Regions from separate parts of the Zea mays genome. Here region 1 is linked to region 2. A link is a contact called in public Hi-C data. All regions are on one chromosome and are shown on one strand. Each heading gives the region's core, a stretch centred on a gene start, on an enhancer-like site or on the middle of the called end of the contact. The rest is flanking DNA. Distances are from core to core; before and after follow the strand shown.

Region 1 (5,923 bases), core at 87-2,586, 150 kb before region 2:
CTCAAGATCTTTTACTTGAATTGATCTATTAATTTCTAGGCGACTCTACGTTGTCTGGAGATGCCTCGGGTGACCTGCTGACCCGAAACACCCTAAGGTCTCTCCCCCGGGAGCGGGATCTAGGTCCTACGAGGAGAAGAAGACGAACCTGCGCCATCGCGGACCGTCCGGCCCAGAGCGTGGATCGTCCGGACAACGCGCAGGGAAGGCGTCGCTCCTGTCGCCAGGTCGTGGATCGTCCGGCCCAGAGCCGTGGATCGTCTGCGCCACCGCATCGAGCACCGCCAGGCGACCCGGCGATCCATCGTGGACCGCCACCACCATTCATCTCGCGGAGCCGAACCCAAGGTATTGCTCATCACGAGAAGACATTGGGGTTCGTTGTTGTTTGGTACCAAATAGGTGGTGACCATCATAGAGGTTTGTCCCACCTTCAGGATAACCTTTTTAGGTACATCAAGTAATCATCCCATTAGCTCTAAGATTTCTTTTCAAGACCACATTCAAGATAGTGTTAATTGTCTTGCGTCTTATTTACTATCTCGCTCCCTAAGGCCTTGACTCTCTGTGGGCAAAACCTAGTGATCATCCCTATGGTCCGAACTCACTACAAGGACGACCTATAAATCGTTAGTGTTTGGTTCAAAAAGGCGCCAACACTAGGCACACGAACTGAAGCTGCATTATTGGAGTTTGTCTTGAGATTGCAAGGAGATCTACACAGTGAGTCCAATAAGATGGCAACGCAGCAGAGGGAACATCAGGATGCTGTGGCCAATTAGGTCAGCGTGGGCAACGTGGTTGTTTCAAACATTTTGGGGATTTGTTATTTTAGCAGTCTGCTGTGTGCTTAGTTTTGTTTAGGGAAAAAAGTTCAACAACCCACAATGACAAGTTTTGAGGAACAAATTTTTAGTAGCCTCTATACACGATACGATGATTAGGCCGAACCAGGCAACCAGCACAATGCTAATGGTCAACAAGCTAAACGCGCGCGCTGGCGCGCGCCAGTTGACTTATTCTAGAGAACGCGAGGCTCCCAAGACGGCAGACGAAGGATCGCGTTTGAGGCGCTACCAGCCAGCCTCTGTCGGGCAGGCAAATAAGACGGAGCAGTGAACAACAACTGGATGGCAGGATTTGCATCATAGAGAAGCGATCGGACGGTAAAGGAATTCTGAATGACGTGGCCTACCTAGTTTGCAAGCTAGGGTCCCTGGTTTAATATATAGGAATGAGCCGGGTCCTATTCGTGATGGACCAAATTCGCATCGGTGCCACGGCCACGGGCCGCTCTGGAGGACCGGCCTTTTTGCACATCTACAGTCCAAAGCACAAGCAGTCAGCGGAATCCAATCCCCTGCCTCGCTCGGCGCTCCGCCGCCACCTCGAATCCAGTTCACCCACCTCCTCCGTCCTTATTCGTTTCTTCCGCCGCAAGCCAGACAGAGTTGACTGTCACCGTGTTCCCTCGGGGTGGGCGATGGGGTCGTCGGAGCCGTCGTCGCGTTCCGTGCAGAACCTCGTGCTGTACGCCGCCAGCGCCGCGCTCAGCTGCCTCGTCCTCTTGGCCGGCCTTCGCCACCTCGATCCCAACCGCGCCGCCTCTCAGAAGGCGCAGCAGCAGAAGAAGGAGATCGCCAAGCGCCTCGGCCGGCCCCTCGTCTCCACCACGCCCTATGAGGTCCGTCCCTCCACCCGTATCCGTATCCGCCTCCCCAATCCCCATCTAGGGTTCACTTCACTCCGACTCAATCCTCCGCTGGCGTCTCGCTCACCGACAGGACGTGATTGCGTGCGACGTCATCAACCCCGACAGCATCGACGTCGAATTCGATTCCATCGGCGGCCTCGACAAGGTCAAGCAAGCGCTCTACGAGCTCGTCATCCTGCCCCTGCGCCGCCCTGAGCTCTTCGCCTCCGGCAAGCTCCTCAGCCCCCAGAAGGGCGTCCTTCTCTATGGCCCGCCCGGCACAGGAAAGACCATGCTCGCCAAGGCCATTGCCAGGGAGTCCGGTGCCGTCTTCATCAATGTCAGGATCTCCAATCTCATGAGCAAGTGGTTCGGGGACGCGCAGAAGCTCGGTGAGCAATTATACTCTAGTCCACTGGATATCCAGCTATCCACCGGTTTTGAATCCATACCTATTGCTATTATAGTAGTCTTTTGCCATATTCTTCTTTTTCTTGTGTCTGTATGCCACGCACCGATCAACCAATGTTTATATGTTACTCTTGTTGTGGCAGCAGCTGCCCACTGGAAACTTATTTGCTCTAGAGACGATGACAATTGCATTGTTTTTTTGTGTCAGGATGCTGTAGAAATCTGCTGATTTTGAATCCATACCCTTCATAGAAGTTTCTTCTTTTATGTTTATATATGTTACTAGTGCTGTTGCAGCAGCAGCTGTAATGCAGTTATTTGCATTGCTAATTTAACTGTCCACATATCTACTACTTTAGAATTAGAATTGATGTCATCTGTATTGTTTTTTTATGTGTGTCTACGCTATACGCTGATGTTAGTGTGCTATTGCTGTGGCAGTGTCTGCTGTATTTAGTCTCGCTCACAAGCTCCAGCCTGCTATTATCTTCATTGACGAGGTTGATAGTTTCTTGGGGCAGCGACGGACAACTGATCATGAAGCCATGACTAATATGAAGACAGAGTTCATGTCCCTCTGGGATGGCTTCACCACTGATCGTGAGTCCTTTTATACTTTGCCTGCTGCCATGAAAGTTGATGTACAACTTACATTTGTCGACAATGATGTGAACTTGTGAAGCATTGCTTACAGAAATGGTATAGTTGTGTGCTAATTCTTTCTGGGCACGCAAACAGCATAACCCTACTTCAATTAAGCACCCTTTATAGGACAACATTATTAGCATAAATAAATCTTGATTGTCAACACCATTCGCTATTTTTTTGGCCCCATTTTCCAGGTTCTAGAATAAGATGCATTTTCCCTATTTTTGTTATATAAGACATTCCATACTCCAGAGACTTAAGCTAACAGATATAGATTTGTGCTTTGAATCAATATAATAATCCCACAGCAGCCACCTGTTTCATTTCTCTCCCATGATTCAAGCCTATAGATACAGACGTGTGCTTTAAGCCTTGTGGAATAATAATCCCTACACTGTACATACGTTCCATTGCTTTTAACAAACCCCTTTACAACACTGTTCTGCTTAGTTTGTGTTCCTTATTTGTTATATTTGAGCTAATTTATAATGCTAGCTATATTCATAGATGTGTAATGTTTATGTAATATCATGACTTCTGTTGTATATCTGTATGGAGATTCTTGCAGCCTTGACATTAGTGGTTACTGGTTGGTTACTATGATGATTTTCCTCCTGGGACAGGCTAGTGATCTGATTACAAGTGTTCACTGGTTGGTTATCTGGTTCATAGTTGTTAAGGTGTCGCTTAGGCGACGCCTAAGCGCTAAGGCGACGCCTAAGCGCTAAGGCGTGTGAAGGCGTCCTGGTCACCTTATCACGGAGCCTAAGGCGTCCACTTTGGACAGTAGGGCATCGCCCCGGCGCCTTGGAGAGTTCTAAGGCGACGCTATGAGGACGCCTTGGAGTGATGTAGGGTTGGATCCTGACCTGAGCACGTGATTTGAAACCGTGTCCCTGTAGAGTGCCATCAGCAGCGGCGACGATGGCCGCTCCCCTCCTCGGCCGCGAGCTCCAGCTGCGACAGTGAGGTCCCCTGACCTCCTCACCTCTGTGGCAGCTGGGAGAGAGGGAAAAGCGGCTGGGAGAGAGGGAGAAGTGGGGGGGGGGGGGGGGGGGGAGAGAGAGAGTGCTGAGAGAGGGAAGATGGGTGCGGCTGGGAGTGAGTGAATAAGTGGGTAACCTAATTTTAATGGGCCAAGTGGGCTGATTTGGACTGGTTAGACTATTATTTTCCTTTTCTTTATCATTTTTCTCTTCTTTATTAGTATTTTTGTCCTACACACTTTCTCAAATATCAATAATTTTCTATTCTTAACTATATTTATAAGGCGTCACCTCGCCTTACGCTTTAACGCTTAAAAGTTAAAAAGGGGGCCGGTCGCCTTACCTCGCCTTATCGCCTTAACAACTATGATCTGGTTATCACATTTTAGTTTAGCTATATTTTCCTTGGTTGGTTGAGCGAAAGGGCCTCTAGCTGAGTTGGTTAGGTGGTCTGAGTAACACACCTTAGGTCCTGAGTTTGAATCCTAGTGGGTGCGAATTTCAAGCTAAGGTTAAAAAAGGTCACTCGCTGGTTCCCCTGGTTGTATGCATATGAGATGGACTGACCTATGAGGACGGATTCTTATGTAGGGACTGGAAGGGCTCAAAGCATGAGTAAAGATCCGGTCTATAGGGTGGACCCTCATGCTGTACGGGGGTTAGCTTTCGTGACTTTTCTCGGTCGGGGCTCCGATTGAGCTTCTTCTTAATATAATACCGTGGGGGCAGTCGTTCCCCTACCAGCCGAGTTTTTATATTTCCCTTGGTCGGACATGCATGGATTGTCTTTATGCCTGGTCATGTGGGACGACTCCAATGAACTGCAATGATAGAGCTACTAGTGGTGCCTAAGGGAGCCATGACACCTTCATGCACAATTGCACATCCTTGTGCACACATTTACTTGTCTTAAATTTGAGAAGAAGTTGCCCCCTCCCTCCCCCCCACCCCCATTTTTTTTTTGAAAAATTGTTGCTAGTTGCCCTCCCTCCTTATATGATTTCTGGCTGCGTACCCTATTGAATAGGGAGGAACTAACGTACATTCACTGATGCTAGCTTAGATGAGAATAATATGCTTTGGTATGCATTATTTGTGGGTACTGTCTTGATGAGGTCAGTGTTGATATTGACACCGAGATATTTGTACATCACCACATTTTCAGAATTTTTAATGCTGAATGCATATAAAGTCCAGGGAAAGGGGCAAACTAATAGTTTAATAACGCCAAGTATTTCAGATTAATGTATCCAGTCTAGGGAAAGGGGCAAACTAATAGTTTAATAACGCCAAATATTTCAGATTAATATATCCATTGTTCCTTACAAAACAAGACAGTTTTATCATATTTTTTGTGCATGTATGTTTCACCGTTTTTAGGAGGAATGAAAGGTTGTTGTAATTTTGAACTTGCATAAGGCCTATGCAGTAGCTTTTATGCTGTTCCTTCTCTTTTTGGTGGGACGACTGTTTCATGTATGGTAGAAAATATTTGTAGCTTCAACAAAGAACGGAAATCAACAGAAAAGTTGTTGCCATGGCATGGGCCCTACTTTCCACCTTTGCATGTTAAAAGTAACTAATTCAAGACACGTGTTCTTTCTCCATTGGATCCATAGACATGTAAAGGGTAACATGTAGCCTTTTGTGTTTTTCATGGATGACCAGATGACTCCCTAATCCAGCATGATTCCCCAGTACTTCAGCAAAAAAACAAATGTAGGGACTAGGGATTACTTAACATTTTTTTTCATCTTCATGAAGTTGTGTCTAAGGCGGACATAAGAAGTCAATACAAATATATACTTATTTGCTTGATATCTTATCATCATGTGAGATTTTTTCTAGTGGCATATCTTTCTAAATGGTGAGAGCTGTCTCATTAAGTCACCAGGTTACGGATTCAAAGCAGCCTTTCTGCATTTGTGGGAGGAATGTTTGCCTTGGTTTATCTCTTCTCCAGATCCCACTCATGTGGAAGCCTCCAACCCTGGGTCTGCCCTTTATATCTTTCTGAAATGGTTGTTATTTTGACATGTGGATATGCAAATTATTTGCTGTGTCTGTATGGACTCACTTCATATGTGGTACTGATCAGTAATTAATGATGACTTGTATTGTTGTCTTTTCAGAGAATGCTCGTGTAATGGTCCTAGCTGCTACAAACAGGCCTTCTGAGCTAGAT
Region 2 (5,661 bases), core at 478-2,977:
TGCTAACTCGCTCGAAGTCTTTGATGAGTCTGGATAATAATCACATAAAAAGAATCAGCTTTGACAAAATTACTCATATAACTCACCATTTTTCTTAAAAAGTTTGGCCCCATTAGTGTGATTCTAAGTACGGAGATTGCAATAGTCATGAACAGCAGAAATAGTGGAACAAGGTATACACAGCCGGACAGAGGTTAGGTTAGCCCCCCACATAATGAGAATGCTTGGGGACCAGGTTCTCACTTTGATATGCCTGACCGATGCCTACCACCAAAAAAAATCCTAGCGGGAGTGGCATCATGGGGATTTGAAGTCAGATTGCCTAGTTAAAGGCTTGTGCAGCTGACCACCCAAGTCCTCCACCCCTACCTAGTGCAGTATATTTGTCAAGAGATACAGAAACAGCTTGTTTGGAGCAAACTTATAGCGGTTTTAGGCCCCTTTTGGCATGGCTCCGGCTCCTCTAAAAATGACTTCGGCTCTGGCTTCTCTTCAAGAACAACATCTCTATAGGAGCCAGTGTTTTTTTAACAAATCGTTTGGCAAAACGGCTCCTCTTGACGCGAGAGGAGGGGAGTGAGAGGAGGAGCCGCTAGGAGCCATTTTTTTTTGCTCCGGCTCCTTTTTATAAAAATGTCTCCAGCTCCACGGTGCTCTTTGTTGGGAGCTATTTTTTTGAAACCGTTTGGGAGGGCTCCTCCAAGAGCCGGAGCCGGAGCAAGTTTGGGAGCCCTCCCAAACAGGCACTTAGTGTGAGGTAAGCACACCAGCACCACAATGCAACTTATATACTCATTCCATCAGCATTACCTGCGTTTAGCCTTACGGCCATCTCTGTTTTATGAAGGGGGCGATGCTAAAAGCTATATATAGTAGTGCTGAGAGGGAATGGAAGAGAATAAGACATTGAGCAACCTCTTGCAGTCTCGCATCTTATCAGTAAGCTCTTCAAGCTGCCTGCTGCGGCGGTTGGCATCCTTGATCTTCTCCAGCTTCTGGAACCCATTTCTGCAGACAAATCAAGCGGGAAGCGTCAGTCGATCGCATCCTATGTGCTACCAGAGGTCAACAATCTGGTCTGGTCTCCAAAGTCCAAATCCAACTAGCGCTCCGCTAGCAAAACCGCAGCAAGAAAGTTGAGATATCTGGCGACCATGCGTGGGCGACGCAAGCAAGCTACAAGCAACCTAAGTCGCAGCAAGCCGAATGTGATGCGAGCTTACTGCAATACGCGGAGGATATCGCCGATCTGCCCGTCGATCTCGGCCAGCTCCTCGTTGACCGACGCCAAATCCATGTCCTCCTCCCCCTCCGGCAGTCGAGACCCCACGGGGGAAAAGCGAAATCCGAACGGAATGAAGGATCAGGTCCCCCCGCCCCGTCCCCTCAGCCTGGAGCTCCCAGCCAAACCCCCACCAAGCGCCGGATCGAAGGGGCCCCAACCCCAATGCGGGTCCGTCTGGATTCGCCGGGCGCGGATCGAGAGGGCCCCGATCCAACGCCTGGGGTGACGGCTGGCGGAGGTGGCAGCGGCGGTGGGGGCTCTGACAGGGGCGGGCCGGCCGGAGCGGAGGCACGCCGCGGCTTGGCTAGCTCTAGCTAGCTTGTTTGGTTGGTTTTTGCTTTCGCTTTACGGAGGAGGATCTACCTCGTTGTATTCAGATTCGCGTTCGCAGCCGGCGTAGGTTCCGTTCGTCGTGGTATCCTGTCCGTACGATCGCCATCCGATGCAGCTAGGGGTGACGGCAGGAGTGAGTGAGTGATACTTGAAGCTTGAAGCATCTCGGTGGTCTCCACGGCTGTTTGCTGTTTGGTTTGATGTCTTACATGCTACAATTTATCACGTCTAAAATTAGAGAAGTTTGACTAAATTATGTATATGTTAATTTGAAGTACAGTTATAGCAAAAAAATTCCTTCATTCCACTCGTCAATAACTCGTAAAAGTGTGACAAAATTCTCTTAGACGTGGCAAACTATATCACAAAATTTAAGCGTGTAAACCACCTTAGACAAGTGGTATAAAATTATGTGGCAATTTATAGCACCTTAGGTATAGGACCAAATATCCTATGTATGCTTCTTTACACTAGTTTTTACACTAGTTTGGAAACGTAAAACCTCTTTAAAATTAGAGCGCCTCATAAAAATAAAATAACTTATCATTTAATCTTCTCTAATTATGAAGATGATTTTAATTTTCAAACTAGTCATAATCATTTAGATAAAATTTTATATTCTATAAGCTATAACAGAATCATCTAGGCCCCTTTTAGATTCTTTAAATTGGATTCCATTCTTATAATTATAATTAAAACACAGATTAATTAAGTTTATAATTTTATGTGGAATATATTTATGTATTATTATTGACCATGTGTGAGAGATATGTATATGGTACATTTCTATCATGAGAGAATGAGTCAAAGAGCATGCTATAAATTATACAGTATAAATACAGTCTGATGGTATATAAAATCAATTTATATCTCTTACCTTATGCATTTGAGATAGATTTATATTTAACCTTCGTGAAATAATGATAGGATGTCAAATTCAAAATCAAATAGCCTACTCTATTAATTAAACTAGTAATCCATAATTTGCAAATATTTACTTTATCGTTACATGACCAAATCATGGACTAATTATGTTTAATAAGTTTCTCTTGTCATTATTCTTTATTTATACAATTAGTTTTGTAATTAGACTATGTATTAATTTAATACTTATAACTGGCATGTAAACATCCGACATACTCAATTTAGTCAGAAACCAAACATCTCCTAAACTAAGACTCTATTTGAAATATCTAAAGCTAATAGTAAATTTTATTAAGGGAACCAAACACCCCCGAAAAATAGGCTATGTTGGGAACCTCTAAAGTTAATAGTTAGTTGCTAAAATTAGTTGTAGATGTTACAAACGTCTCTAACTAATTGTTAGCTATCTCACAACTAACAATTAGTTTATTAGCCAGTTCAAACTAGGCCCTATTTAGAACCCTAAAGCTAATAGTTAGCTGCTAAAATTAGCTACAGAGGTTCAAAACACCTCTAGCTAATACCACGACTAATTGTTAGCTACCTCATAACTAATAATTAGTTCATTAGCTAGCTCAACCCAGCTAATAATTTGTTGGTTGGCTGACTATTTGCTCTACGGGTTCTAAACATGCCCTTAGTCAGAAACCAAACATCCCATAAACTAAGACCCTATTTGGAACCTCTAAAGCTAATAGTAAACTTTAGTCAGGAGAACCAAACACTCCATAATTTTAGTCAGAAACTAAACATCCCCTAAACTAAGATCTTGTTTGGAATCTCTATAGCTAATAGTAAGGTACTAAAATTAGTTATAGAAGTTCAAACATTTCTAATTTCTAAGGGCATGTACAACCCCATTTAATACTACGTCTCTTGAAGGGTCGCTAGGGAGTTAAATGTAAAAAATACAAGAGACGAGCTCTTTGGGAAGAGACCCACTCTACACACTTTGGTTTAGCTTTTTTCTGACCAGCTTTTCTGAGAATCTGGCGTTGGGGATAATCTGGCTGTGTAGAGAATCTGAGTATCATTAGGATTAAGTTTGGAGGAAGATAAATGTGTCTATAGGGCTTAGGATCTAGAAAGTGACGGATTCCTACTATTGCAACGACTCAACCGATTATGTGTTTATGTTAAGTTTGAATGGTTTTTACCCAAACAAATTTTATAGAAGTTGGCTGAAAAGCTGAGCGTTTGGCAGTCCGTAGCAGCTTTTGGTGGCTAGAAGCTGCAAAAAGCTGAAATAAACAGGGTAGTGTCTCTTGATAACATTTATGATATGACTGCTTTCAAAGACACCCCATTGTATGATGCAGTTTCTTAAGTGTCTCTTGTGCATAGAAAACCGATCAAGAGGCTCTAGGTTGTACATGCCTAACTAATTGTTAACTAACTTAGGGGTTACCAATATGCTATAGAGCATCTTCAACAATGCCTCAAACTCGTGCCTTAAATAGAAATATAGGGCTCTTCGTAGAAAAAATTACTCTAACAGTGGCTTATTTTATAAATTTTGGTCAAAAAATTACAGGACACTCTTTCAAGTGACTCAAATATATACTACACCTTAGTGGACTGCTCTAAAATCTAGATTGTGAGTTTTACCGTTGAAGCAGAATATTTTATTATTGCTTGAATTCTATAAACATACTTATTTTTAAATTACAGGACATTTGTATAGGTTACGATGTTGGACTCTTGAGCCTATGAGGGCTTTGGGTCCGTCGGTGACAGCATGAAGACCCGAACGAGACTAGGAGCTTAATTGAACTCGACGACGAGAACGGAGCCGTTGCGCTCGAGTGGCACCGACTTGAGGAGCAGCACAATCTCGACGTCCCAAAGCACCCAGTCATGTGTGGCAGTGCGATGGGGCACATCATCGGTGACAAAGCTCCTCCAGGGCGGAAACCCCATTGGCGTAGATGAAGTGGCCCGCCTTGGTCCGGTGGCGCCTGTAAGCCGTCGAAGAAGCACGAGGGAGAGGGGGAGGCGGGACCGGCCGTGGAGGAGGAGGCGTGTGCAGGCGGAGGTGGAGGCGAATGTGGCACGACCTTGAGAGAGGAATATAGACGCAAGGCTCACAACTTCCATTGAATTGAAGAAACGTTTTGGGTCCATGCATGGGCACCACGCGTCGATTAGCGGTGGCTAGAGAGCCCGGAATCATGGAGAACACTCGAAAATGGGTCAAGTTTTAATAACTCTGATTCCAATTCCTCCCAAGTGAAGCAATCCAAACGATCCCTAAAGTTATGGATTGTAAAACTGTGAAGCACATTATTTAGAGCCCCAATATACATTTTCTCGTATTATTAAGTAATTAATCTCGTCCATTGTCGGGTATAGATGGTGGACCACACCATTTGAGCAAATGACCTTAGCCATGACAGTTTTAACACTAATCACTAATACACTACGACATTACTATTTGATGTTATATTTATGGCTTGTGGGCTACCTACTAATACATATTGTTTTACTAGTTGAATGTGCATACGTTGTGTCGGCGTTTGGACTAACGGTCCTAACCAACTAGCGGAATGATGTCGCGTGCCCAGAATATAGATGGTGTGCGAGTTGATATAAGCGATTTATTCTGGTTCAGGCAATGCGAGGCCCTACTTCTAGCAAAGGGGGATGAAGCTTGTATTACTCGCACCAAGGTGCTTGCAGTAGGGATTACAAGCCAAGCGAGATAGGGGAAGTCCACAAGTCCCTAGAACAGATTGATGTAAGTGCCAATACCGAAAGACAGGAGGAAACTACCAAGTGTTTCACCTGCCCCCTTGGAGGAGTCATGGCTGCCCTATTTATACACCTAGGGGATACATGTTGTTGAGCCAGGGGCCATCGCGCTCCTAGGGGAGATGTTTTGGCGTCCAGTGGGTGACACGACCTTGCACTGCGTTATTAACTTGAGCCTGGTGTTTTCCCGCTGAGAGCCGAGATCGAGGTCGAGGGGTTGGCCACATGCCCGAACCCTAGGGGAGGGATGCCCATACCGTAGTGGTTGTAACAGGGCCTTTGTATGGGTAAAAGTCTGTTTACGGGATGCGTCAGCGTCCCTGTGTTGGATGATGTTGGGTGTCCTTTGCTGCAGATATCGAGGTTAT

Evidence for each region. A called contact is a pair of places that touch in the nucleus more often than the background predicts.
Region 1: a contact with region 2 is called in a Hi-C map of endosperm, with 3 times the contacts expected there. The contact joins the promoter of LOC100273669 here to the promoter of LOC100193631 in region 2. A contact is called at or near these places in 9 of 25 Hi-C or Micro-C datasets (bundle sheath, ear, endosperm and 4 more).

Annotation. Positions count from the first base shown.
Region 1 is chr6:93,769,031-93,774,953 of Zm-B73-REFERENCE-NAM-5.0, reverse strand. LOC100273669 reads left to right here and starts at 1,336. Exons shown (of 5, transcript NM_001360289.1): 1 at 1,336-1,684; 2 at 1,785-2,085; 3 at 2,546-2,704; 4 at 5,871-5,923. The coding sequence starts at 1,484.
Region 2 is chr6:93,621,101-93,626,761 of Zm-B73-REFERENCE-NAM-5.0, reverse strand. LOC100193631 reads right to left here and starts at 1,727. Exons shown (of 10, transcript NM_001138730.1): 1 at 1,224-1,727; 2 at 916-1,008; 3 at 1-29. The coding sequence starts at 1,297.